Regions from separate parts of the Mus musculus genome. Here all the other regions are linked to region 3. Evidence: chromatin contacts called from public HiChIP or PLAC-seq data. All regions are on one chromosome and are shown on one strand. Each heading gives the region's core, a stretch centred on a gene start, on an enhancer-like site or on the middle of the called end of the contact. The rest is flanking DNA. Distances are from core to core; before and after follow the strand shown. Region 1 overlaps Ubr2 (ubiquitin protein ligase E3 component n-recognin 2). Region 2 overlaps Ubr2 (ubiquitin protein ligase E3 component n-recognin 2). Region 3 holds the start of Rpl7l1 (ribosomal protein L7-like 1).

Region 1 (2,969 bases), core at 363-2,862, 210 kb before region 3:
GATGTGCGGGGCAGGATATGGGAGGCAGGGTGTGCCTGTGCCTCCCTTGGGAGCTCAGCATCCTGTAAGCTCTGTGTGCTGCAGCCTTTCTGGGTTTCAGGGAATGGCCGAGAAGCTCGGGAGCATGATTGGACAGCAAGGGTGAGACCCAATGCTAACACTAGGCTGAGGGATAAACCCAGCAAAGTCTGTCTATGGCCTCTTCTCAGCCTCTGCAGCATTTCCTGTAGGTGCTGTGGGGCAGGAACGCTTCTGGAATCTCCATTAGGATCCACTTAGCTACTCTCAAGTTTCTTTATGGCTATCTTCAGGACAGAAAGGCTGGGATGAGTGTCCTTCCAGTTCTGGTAACCTGGCTTAGAAGGGAAAACAGGTTTGGCAGGAGAAGGTCAGAAGGAGTTTGTTTTCTGAGGCCTGAGGCACCTCCGTGTTATTCAAGCCACTAGGAAGGCACAGGCGGGGAACATGTGTGTCATATCACACCAGGCCTCTGACTACCAAGCCCTTGTTCATTCTTGCCTGCCTTTTATTCTCACATGCCAGTGTTAGTTGTTGTTTCACTCATATTTAATAAAATGTGGGAAAATGGGCTCATGTCTTGTTTTTGTTTTTTTTTTTTTTGTTTTTTTTTCAGCTAAATTCAGATGTGTAGACATGCACTTTTTTTGTTAAAAATAAATCACGGAGGCTGGAGAGCGGCTCAGCAGTTCCGAGCACTGTCTGCTGAGGACTCAAGTTTCCTTCCCAGCATCCATGTCGGTCTGCTTGAAACCACTTGTAACCCCAGTTCCAGGGAGGCTAACTCACCTCTGTCCTATGCAGGCTAGTGCACTCGAGGTGCAAATACCCACATTTAGATACACAGAAATACATATAATTTAAGATACTAAAAATAAGTATTGGAAAACATGTGATATGCTGGTGATGGCTCAGCAGGAGTGGGTCTTTGTCATCAAGCCTTAACCCAAGTCAGATCCTCAAGACCACGTGATGGAAAGAGAGGACTGACAGCTGCAGGTCATCTCTGACCTCTGCATGTGCACTGTGGTACAGAGGCTTGCTCACACACACACACACACACACACACACACACATATCTATAAATAAAAAAGTGTTTTTGAGTATTCTTCTTTTATTTTAATGGATTATTTCTTGTGACCACTGAAACTTAGAAGTGTGGCCTGTTGTTTGGAACTGTCATCCCTAGTAAAGGCTGGGGAGTTTCTGAGATGGAGAAAGCAAAATAAGACCTCGATACGGTTTCCTAGGTTGTCAGCCCTAGAGAAAGAATTGTGGGGTAAGAATCCCAAAGTAGGAGATGTTGATGAATTTTACTGCAGAGAGAAGGGGGGCATGCTGGCCTCCAGAGAACTGTGCTGCTGGAGTACGGGACCCCTGTCTTATGGACACACTAGGTGGAGGAGAGGAAGGAGTTCAGGTGACCCATTCTAAGACAGGTGCCGTTTGCCCCTGTACGCTTCACTCTTTCTGTCCTTACATGGGGTTTTCACGTGTGTCAGGTGCATGATGGGAACAACTAGTTTGCAAGGCTGGCCATCAGCACAGCTGGCCACGCTGTGTCCAGCCCCTGTGGGCGGTGCTGTGGGTTAATGTTGCAGCAGCCACAGGATGGCCTGCTGTAACATAGCTCTGAGGTTGCATCAGCAGCCAGCCTCCATGCAGTTTGACCCTTCGTGGGAAAGCAAGTTGTCTTGTGGTACTGCCCTCTTTTACCACAAAGTACACGCAAAGGTACTTTGCCACATAGCACACTTGGGCTGTGGAAAGAGATGTTGGTAACTTAGCAAGATGGACTTGTCTTGAGCTCACATCCCCTGTTATCCCAAACTGGGCTGCCCTGTGAGTCCTGTTTCCCAGCTGCAGATGTGAAACATGTATCTAGTGCCTCAGGCAGAACAACAAACATTGTCGGCTCCCAGGGCTACTGCTGAGAGTGCTGGGACAGTACAAAGGTGACATTTTGCTGCTCACTCTGTTCCTTTTTTATTTTATGTATGTGACTACACACTTTAGCTGTGCAGATAGTTGTGAGCCTTCATCTGATTGTTGGGAATTGAATTTAGGACCTCTGTTCTCTCCAGTCGGCCCCATCTGCTCCAGCCCAAAGATTTATTTATTATAAATACGTACACTGTAGCTGTCTTCAGACACAGAAGAGGGCATCGGATCTCATTACGGGTGGTTGTGAGCCACCATGTGGTTGCTGGGATTTGAACTCAGGACCTTTGGAAGAGCAGTCAGTGCTCTTATCCGCTGAGCCATCTCTCCAGCCCCCACTGTTTCTTTAGTAGTGCTGTTAGTTGTATGTTTCCAATTCTCGTTCAGTCGCATTTACTTGTCAACTAGCTACTCTGGAGAGTGTTCTTCAGGTTAGGTATAGAAAACCCAGCCATTCTGGGTTTGCAGCCTCAAATATTCCCTCTGCCTTAGAACATGAGGCATCTGTGTCTCATAGGAACATTTGCTGCCCCATTCTTTGGGAAATTTTTTATTTATTTAACTATAGACAAGCAAATCCGCAAACTGTCAGAGCTGTCTTGATTATTATGGATACTAAACATAATTGCCTTTATGCACTAGAGGTGAGACTGAGAGAAACCCATCCAGACGGGGAAATCCAGAAGAGATAGTTATGAATCTAAGAACACCAAGGAGCCAAATAATGAAAACCTTTCATCCCAACACTTGGGAGGCAGAAGTGGTCAGATCTCTGTGGGTTCAAAGCCAGCCTGGTCTACATAGTGAGTGCCAGGGCTGTACAGAGAGGCCTCGTCTCGGAATAAAGGAAACAGTAACATAACAGCACTCTCTGGCCTCCACTTTAGATGCAACTTCCACAAAAACTTGCAAACTCTGACTTAGGGGTTTGCTTAGCTTCCGGGGTCAGTGTTCCTGGACCTGTGGAGCAATGGACCATTCCAGTCGCATGTGTGCTCACGGGCTCCTCG
Region 2 (3,055 bases), core at 299-2,798, 150 kb before region 3:
CCAGAAGAGAGCATTAAACATATCCTCTTATGCATGGTTGTGAGCCACCATGTACTTGCTGAGAATTGAACTCAGGACCTCTGGAAGAGCAGCCAGTGCTCTTATCTGCTGAGCCATCTCTCCAGCCCTGCATTTGTGATTCTTTTTTTTTTTTTTTTGGTTTTTCGAGACAGGGTTTCTCTGTGTAGCCCTGGCTGTCCTGGAACTCACTTTGTAGACCAGGCTGGCCTCGAAATCCGCCTACCTCTGCCTCCCGAGTGCTGGGATTAAAGGCGTGCGCCACCACACCTGGCCTGCATTTGTGATTCTTAAGGAGTTTTCTGTCTCTGGGTATCTCCTGCGTCTCCCTCCTTGCTCTGTAGACACGTCACTCTGAGTGCTGTGCTGAGTCTCTGCCCTCTTTTACTCTGTTGATGTGCTAAAGCACTGACCAGAGCAACGTGGGGAGGAAAAGGGTTAACCTGCTTACAGGTTACAGTCTGTCACTGAGGGAGGTCAGAGCAGGGGCTCAGAGCAGGAACCTGGACGGGGGACTGAAGCAGAGGCCATGGAAGAACACTGTCACTGGTTTGCTCCGTCTGCGTTCTTATATAACCTGGGCCCACCTGCCCGTCATCAATTAGCCATCAAGAAGAAAGTGTCTCCAAAGATGTGCCCACAGGCCATTCTAACAGAAGCCATCTCTTGTTTGAAGCTTCTTCTCGCCCCCTCCCCATGTGTCTGGGAAGCTAACATGGGTGTCTGTTCCGCGTCACTCCATTTAAGTGGCTGTGTCTGCAGTACTTTGCACACTGTGTCTGAGATTTGTACGTGACTGAGGCATCACTCTTCCGTGCCCCAATAGTAGTTCCTGTTGTTCACACAGTGTTCCCATCTGCCTGTCCCAGATGTTGCTCCCTTAGGTGTTTCTGGTAGGTGGTATTAGTGTGTGTCCCAGTGTCCTGTCACAGAATGGTGAATACTGACAGATTATTTTCCAGGGTGCTCTGTGCCTGTTCCTTTGTAACAGTGCTGTCTTTATCTTCCAGGTGCCCCAAATCAGGTGGCGACAAGAGCAGAGCTCCTACTCTGTGCCTCGTGTGTGGGAGTCTCCTCTGCTCTCAGAGTTACTGCTGCCAAGCTGAGCTGGAGGGTGAGGACGTCGGAGCCTGCACAGCACACACCTACTCCTGCGGCTCCGGGGCCGGCATCTTCCTGAGGTAAGGCCCTCGGCTGGCCGTGTTCACCTGAGCACTTCGGGGACTTTCGAAGCCACTGTGCCACTGTGTGCAGACTACAAAGAGCCAGGGCTCTCACATTTCCCGTATGGCTGGTGACAGCTCCCAACTGACAGCTTAGCTCCCCTTTGTGCCTCCTTAAATGTGGGGCGATCCCTGTCCCTCGTTTCCTCCCCAAATTCAGGTAAAGAATTCCCCCGTCAGGAACTGCAGAGACGGAGCACAAGAGCACCTGTATTCAGGTCCCAGCATTTGGGTCAGCAGTGCAGCTCACGACTGCCTGTAGCTCTGGTGCTAGGGGATCTGCTGCCCTCTGCTGGCCTCTGTGGACTCACACACTTACACATAAAGCATAAATTTGTAAATCTTTAGAGCCCAGCATCATCTTTGCCTCTGTGGTGCTCTTAGGTTTTCTCTGAGGAGGCACGGGTTGCCACTGGGTCCTGTACTCAGATAAAAATACTTAGTAACTGTTGTATGTCATTTTTTAAACGAGTAATTTTCTCATAATTGTGGGGAAAAGATGAGCTGTCTTTCCCCACACTTAGCTGTTTTAAATTCTGCTTGGAGCCCTGGGTTCTCGACACAGTCACTGTCTGAATTTGCAGCACGTCATTGCCAGGTACATTCCCGCCGCATGGCTCCACTGAACACTTGTGTAAAGAGTCCCTTGTTCTCCTGAATTGGCACCTCGGAGGCTTACCTCCTCCGTCTGCTAACCTAGGCCTAGGCCTGGGGACTTCCAGACTGCACACAGGCCAATCTAGGCCGACAGTGTTTCCAGCCTCTGAGACTTTGTGCTGAATAAGCTCACCCTTCCTGGTTCTTTCTGAGCTCTGACTGGCTGTGACTCACACCCCTCTCCATGCTGACTGAGTCAGACTGACTTCTGAGTTGCTCTGTTTGGCCTCATGCTACCTTTGCAAGCTCCTCTGATCTTCTGGCTCCTTCTCATTCTCTGACTCATTCTGTCTTCACCGTGTCTGCTTGGTCTCTCTTCAGCCTGTCTCTGTAAAACCCTCCCGGTAAATCTGCCTTCTCTCTTCCCTCTGGCTCTGCGCTGCTCTCTCAAGTAGCTTCCTCTTCCTCAAGAGAGTGAGGCACATCCTATTCTGTCAGATCTTTCTCTGATTCATAATTCTGTCTGCCACTCCATTAGACGTCACTTCCAAACATGGCTGTGTCCTTCCACAAACTATGGATTTAAAGGTATGTCCTAAAGGCAAGTCTGTATTCCAGCAGAGGGATTAAAACCGAGCCGTACCACAACTAGAAACAGTTTTTTCCATAAGTAACACAGTCTCAGGGTTCACAGTGTGATCAAGTCCCCTGCACCAGACTTGGGCGGATACCTTGCTACTCGCAGGTATCTCTGTTACAGCTGCTCTCGTCTCCTGACCTGGCCTTTTGTGCATGTGTTTCCTTACATAAGCCTTTTCTCTGAGTTGAATCAACATCATGTTACTTACATAAATGTACAAAGATGAATGCTCTCTCCACAGAGTGCGGGAATGTCAGGTGCTATTTTTAGCTGGCAAAACCAAAGGATGTTTTTATTCTCCTCCTTACCTTGACGACTATGGAGAGACCGACCAGGGACTCAGGTAAGGACCCGGCCTGGGGTTAGGAAGATGAGCCTCGTGGAGAGCATGATAAGCAGGGAGGTCCTGAAGTCAGCTGGGCTGGTACCCAGGAGTGGGCTCTGCTGAAGGTAGCTTGTCACCCGTGGACTTGTCACCTGTGGACTCGTTCTCAAGGAGCACACCTGGCTCCTGCTTTGTGTGCATTTGCCACCTTTGGAAAGCCAGGAGTGGGTGGGGAGAGGGCTTGGTTGGTAA
Region 3 (2,700 bases), core at 176-2,675:
AACAAGCAAATATTATGAGATGAGCAGCGACAGTCCCCACTAGGACTATTGTTTTTATTTTTTATTTTGCTCTTCTTTCTCTGTCACATAGACAAGTGGCTCACCCAATATGGGACATATATATATATTTTATTATTATTATTATTATTATTATTATTATTATTATTATTATTATTATTATATGTAAGTACACTGTAGCTGTCTTCAGACACTCCAGAAGAGGGCGTCAGATCTTGTTACAGATGGTTGTGAGCCACCATGTGGTTGCTGGGATTTGAACTCTGGACCTTCGGAAGAACAGTCGGGTGCTTTTACCCACTGAGCCATCTCACCAGCCCCGGACAGAGATTTTTGAGGAAACTTAAAAACAAGCATGGTTCTAGCGCAATCCATGGAATAGTTTAGAATACCTGGTATGCCTGGTGCAGGAGGCCGGAAGAGGTCGTGCCCTTAATCTCCTTTGACATTCATCTGGTAATGACATTAGCGTGTTGAGTGGACTAGTTTTTTAGTGTGTTCCAACATCATGTATCAGTCCTTGGGTACTCAACAATTCCTTGCAGAGTCCCACTGTAGTGAAGTGGTGTAGTGAGGTGCAGAAGAGACACAGAAAATAAGAAAAGTCTCCTGCCCATAAGCCAAAGGTGTAGGATAAAGGCTGTGGGTGGCGACCCTTTCTAGTGTTATATAGTGGCGTTGTCCTAGGCTAGAGCATAAAACAGCACTGTGCTAGCATAAAACAGCACTGTGCTAGTATGTGGCAATGGGAGTAAATTCTGAGAAACTTAAACAAGTGAAGGCTCTGAGATGGAAATGGAGCATTTCTAGTTTCTGGCTCCACTGTTTACCCAACTTGTGCTAAGGCTTTGTAAATCTTAAGGAGCCCCCTGGCGGCCACTGGGAACCCGTAGATATTCATTGTACGGATGAGGAAGCCGAGATGCAGAAAGGTGAGGAATTCAAAGGCTCACAGAGTAGGTGACACATTTTTATTTCCGCAAATCCTCCACAAATAACCGCCCACCAAATGTGAGTGCCACGTCGGTCCTTCAAGTCTCCGGGAATAAAAACCTCACCTAAGCAAGGCGGCCAACTTCTGTAGAGCCCGTGCCGTAGCGGAAGCTGCAGATGCATTGTGGAAAGCCTTTAAATTGTTCACAAGCGGCCGAGTTCGAGACCCTACAGCCTAACTGAAAAGGGTTGGATCCAGACGGGTGTCAGACTCTAGAGACCTTAGAAGGGATGGGAAGAAAACTGGAGGGTTTTTTGCCGGAATCCTGGCTAGCAAGACCTTTTCCCAGACGCTCACATTCGCTAAGGAATCTCAGGCTGCCTGAGTCCTCCTGCGGGAGCGAGAGTCCGTCTCTATGATACAAGAGACGTCGAGGCGGGCCTCTCTACCCCGCCCGGTGAGGCTGCGCAAGCGCAGTAGCTGAAGCACCGGAAAGATGGCGGAGGAAGGGTGAGTGTGTCTTCGGATCTCTCTATGGGGCTTTGAGGATCCGATGCCATCCTTTCTGTTTGTACTCTGGTGATACAAAAGGAAGCTGTGGGCTGTGGAGAGAAAAGAAAAAGGCTCCATAGTATGAAGTCAAGGTGGGGGCTGAGATGCTGTAGGGCTCCGCGACCAGGGATCGGGACGACTTTGGAAGCAGCGAGAAGAGGAACTGAGGTTCGGAGGGGCGAGTGGCTGCGTAGCGCCAGAGTTGAGTTCGCTCAGCTTGGCTGTCATGTCTTTCACAGTTTGGTACACACGTACAGTGTATTTTGATCGTATCACCTCCCCATCATCTCTTATTCCCCTGCGTCTTCCACCAAGCTCTTTCCCCCCAATTCCCCCTCCTGCTTTCATGTGCCCCCCCCCCCCACCTCATCCTAGCTCGACTTAATCATTACTCTTCTTGATGGATCTGTGATAGCCCCTTTCTGGATTTTACTAGAATTTCCTTGCCGCTAGTGACAGGTCATAGCCTACAGTTGTTAAAGCTCCACGGACCAAAACGAACCCAGAGAGCAAAGGTTTTTCCTGATTTTTAAAGGCTCTCGGGACGAGTGAGCATTACAGGAGCACGGCGAAGACTCATCAGAAACTTTAGGTCCCGGGAAGACCAGGATCTCGAATTGGTTTGGAAAGCCACCAAATGTTGGTTTGGCAATTTTCATTAATGTCAAATTTGTTCCTTTATCAGGGAAAGAAAAAAAATTCCTTTGGTTCCAGAAAATCTTCTGAAAAAGAGGAAGGCTTATCAAGCCCTCAAAGCCACTCAGGCAAAGCAGGCACTTTTGGCAAAGAGAGAGGTAATTCTGAGAGGGGGGGGGTTAGGATTTGTAGTGGACGGATTTTACTAAACGGTGTTCGTTGAACTAGATTTGTTATCAGATCCCTCACAGGTTTCTCCCTCATAGTCCTCCATTTAGCAAAGATTTACCCACCATCTTTCTGTGAGCAAAATGTTAGACCAGCCTTTAAGGGAAAAGTGAAGACATTTTCTGAATTCAAATTTAGTGGTAAAACCAAATTTGGCAGGGAAAAAAATAGATTATTTTAAAAATGTTTTGTTGGGGTTGGTTTGTTTCTTAGATGGGGTCTGTACATATGGTCTGGAATACTGTATGACCAGGCTGGCCTCAAACTAACAGATCAGCCTACTTAGGCCTCTAGAATGCTGCGATTAAATTGCTATCTGTGGCACACTTTTC

Evidence for each region. HiChIP or PLAC-seq counts read pairs in DNA pulled down with a chosen protein or histone mark.
Region 1: an H3K4me3 HiChIP or PLAC-seq map of bone marrow-derived macrophages shows a contact between it and region 3, with 2.4 times the contacts expected there. The contact joins the enhancer-like site here to the promoter of Rpl7l1 in region 3. A contact is called at or near these places in 1 of 39 promoter capture datasets (liver), 4 of 115 datasets of contacts at active chromatin or transcription factors (the 230-238 cell line, the SCID.adh cell line, bone marrow-derived macrophages and 1 more) and 2 of 9 other capture datasets (adipose tissue and pancreatic islet).
Region 2: a contact with region 3 is called in a CTCF HiChIP or PLAC-seq map of the NIH/3T3 cell line, with 15 read pairs. The contact joins the enhancer-like site here to the promoter of Rpl7l1 in region 3. A contact is called at or near these places in 5 of 39 promoter capture datasets (the 3T3-L1 cell line, the C10 cell line, hippocampal neurons and 1 more), 2 of 15 datasets of contacts at CTCF or cohesin (CD8 T cells and the NIH/3T3 cell line), 4 of 484 Hi-C or Micro-C datasets (bone marrow-derived macrophages, cortical neurons, forebrain and 1 more), 11 of 115 datasets of contacts at active chromatin or transcription factors (the 230-238 cell line, the NIH/3T3 cell line, bone marrow-derived macrophages and 6 more) and 3 of 9 other capture datasets (adipose tissue, liver and macrophages).

What each region holds. Positions count from the first base shown.
Region 1 is chr17:46,993,809-46,996,777 of GRCm38.p6, reverse strand. All of the region lies in intron 2 of Ubr2 (ubiquitin protein ligase E3 component n-recognin 2), which reads left to right. Among named protein-coding and RNA genes, the nearest start is that of Ubr2, 15 kb to the left of the region's middle. Within about 2 kb of position 1,612, at least 131 of the 459 cell types and tissues checked have an H3K27ac peak or open chromatin away from gene starts, as enhancers often do. A contact at or near this core is called in the SCID.adh cell line, bone marrow-derived macrophages, liver and 1 more, where this site is marked.
Region 2 is chr17:46,932,219-46,935,273 of GRCm38.p6, reverse strand. Ubr2 (ubiquitin protein ligase E3 component n-recognin 2) reads left to right here. Exons shown (of 47, transcript NM_146078.3): 45 at 1,029-1,199; 46 at 2,720-2,821. Among named protein-coding and RNA genes, the nearest start is that of Prph2, 23 kb to the right of the region's middle. Within about 2 kb of position 1,548, at least 97 of the 459 cell types and tissues checked have an H3K27ac peak or open chromatin away from gene starts, as enhancers often do. A contact at or near this core is called in the NIH/3T3 cell line, bone marrow-derived macrophages, cortical neurons and 3 more, where this site is marked.
Region 3 is chr17:46,781,381-46,784,080 of GRCm38.p6, reverse strand. It overlaps Rpl7l1 (ribosomal protein L7-like 1), which reads left to right and starts at 1,425. Exons shown (of 7, transcript NM_025433.3): 1 at 1,425-1,462; 2 at 2,190-2,298. The coding sequence starts at 1,449.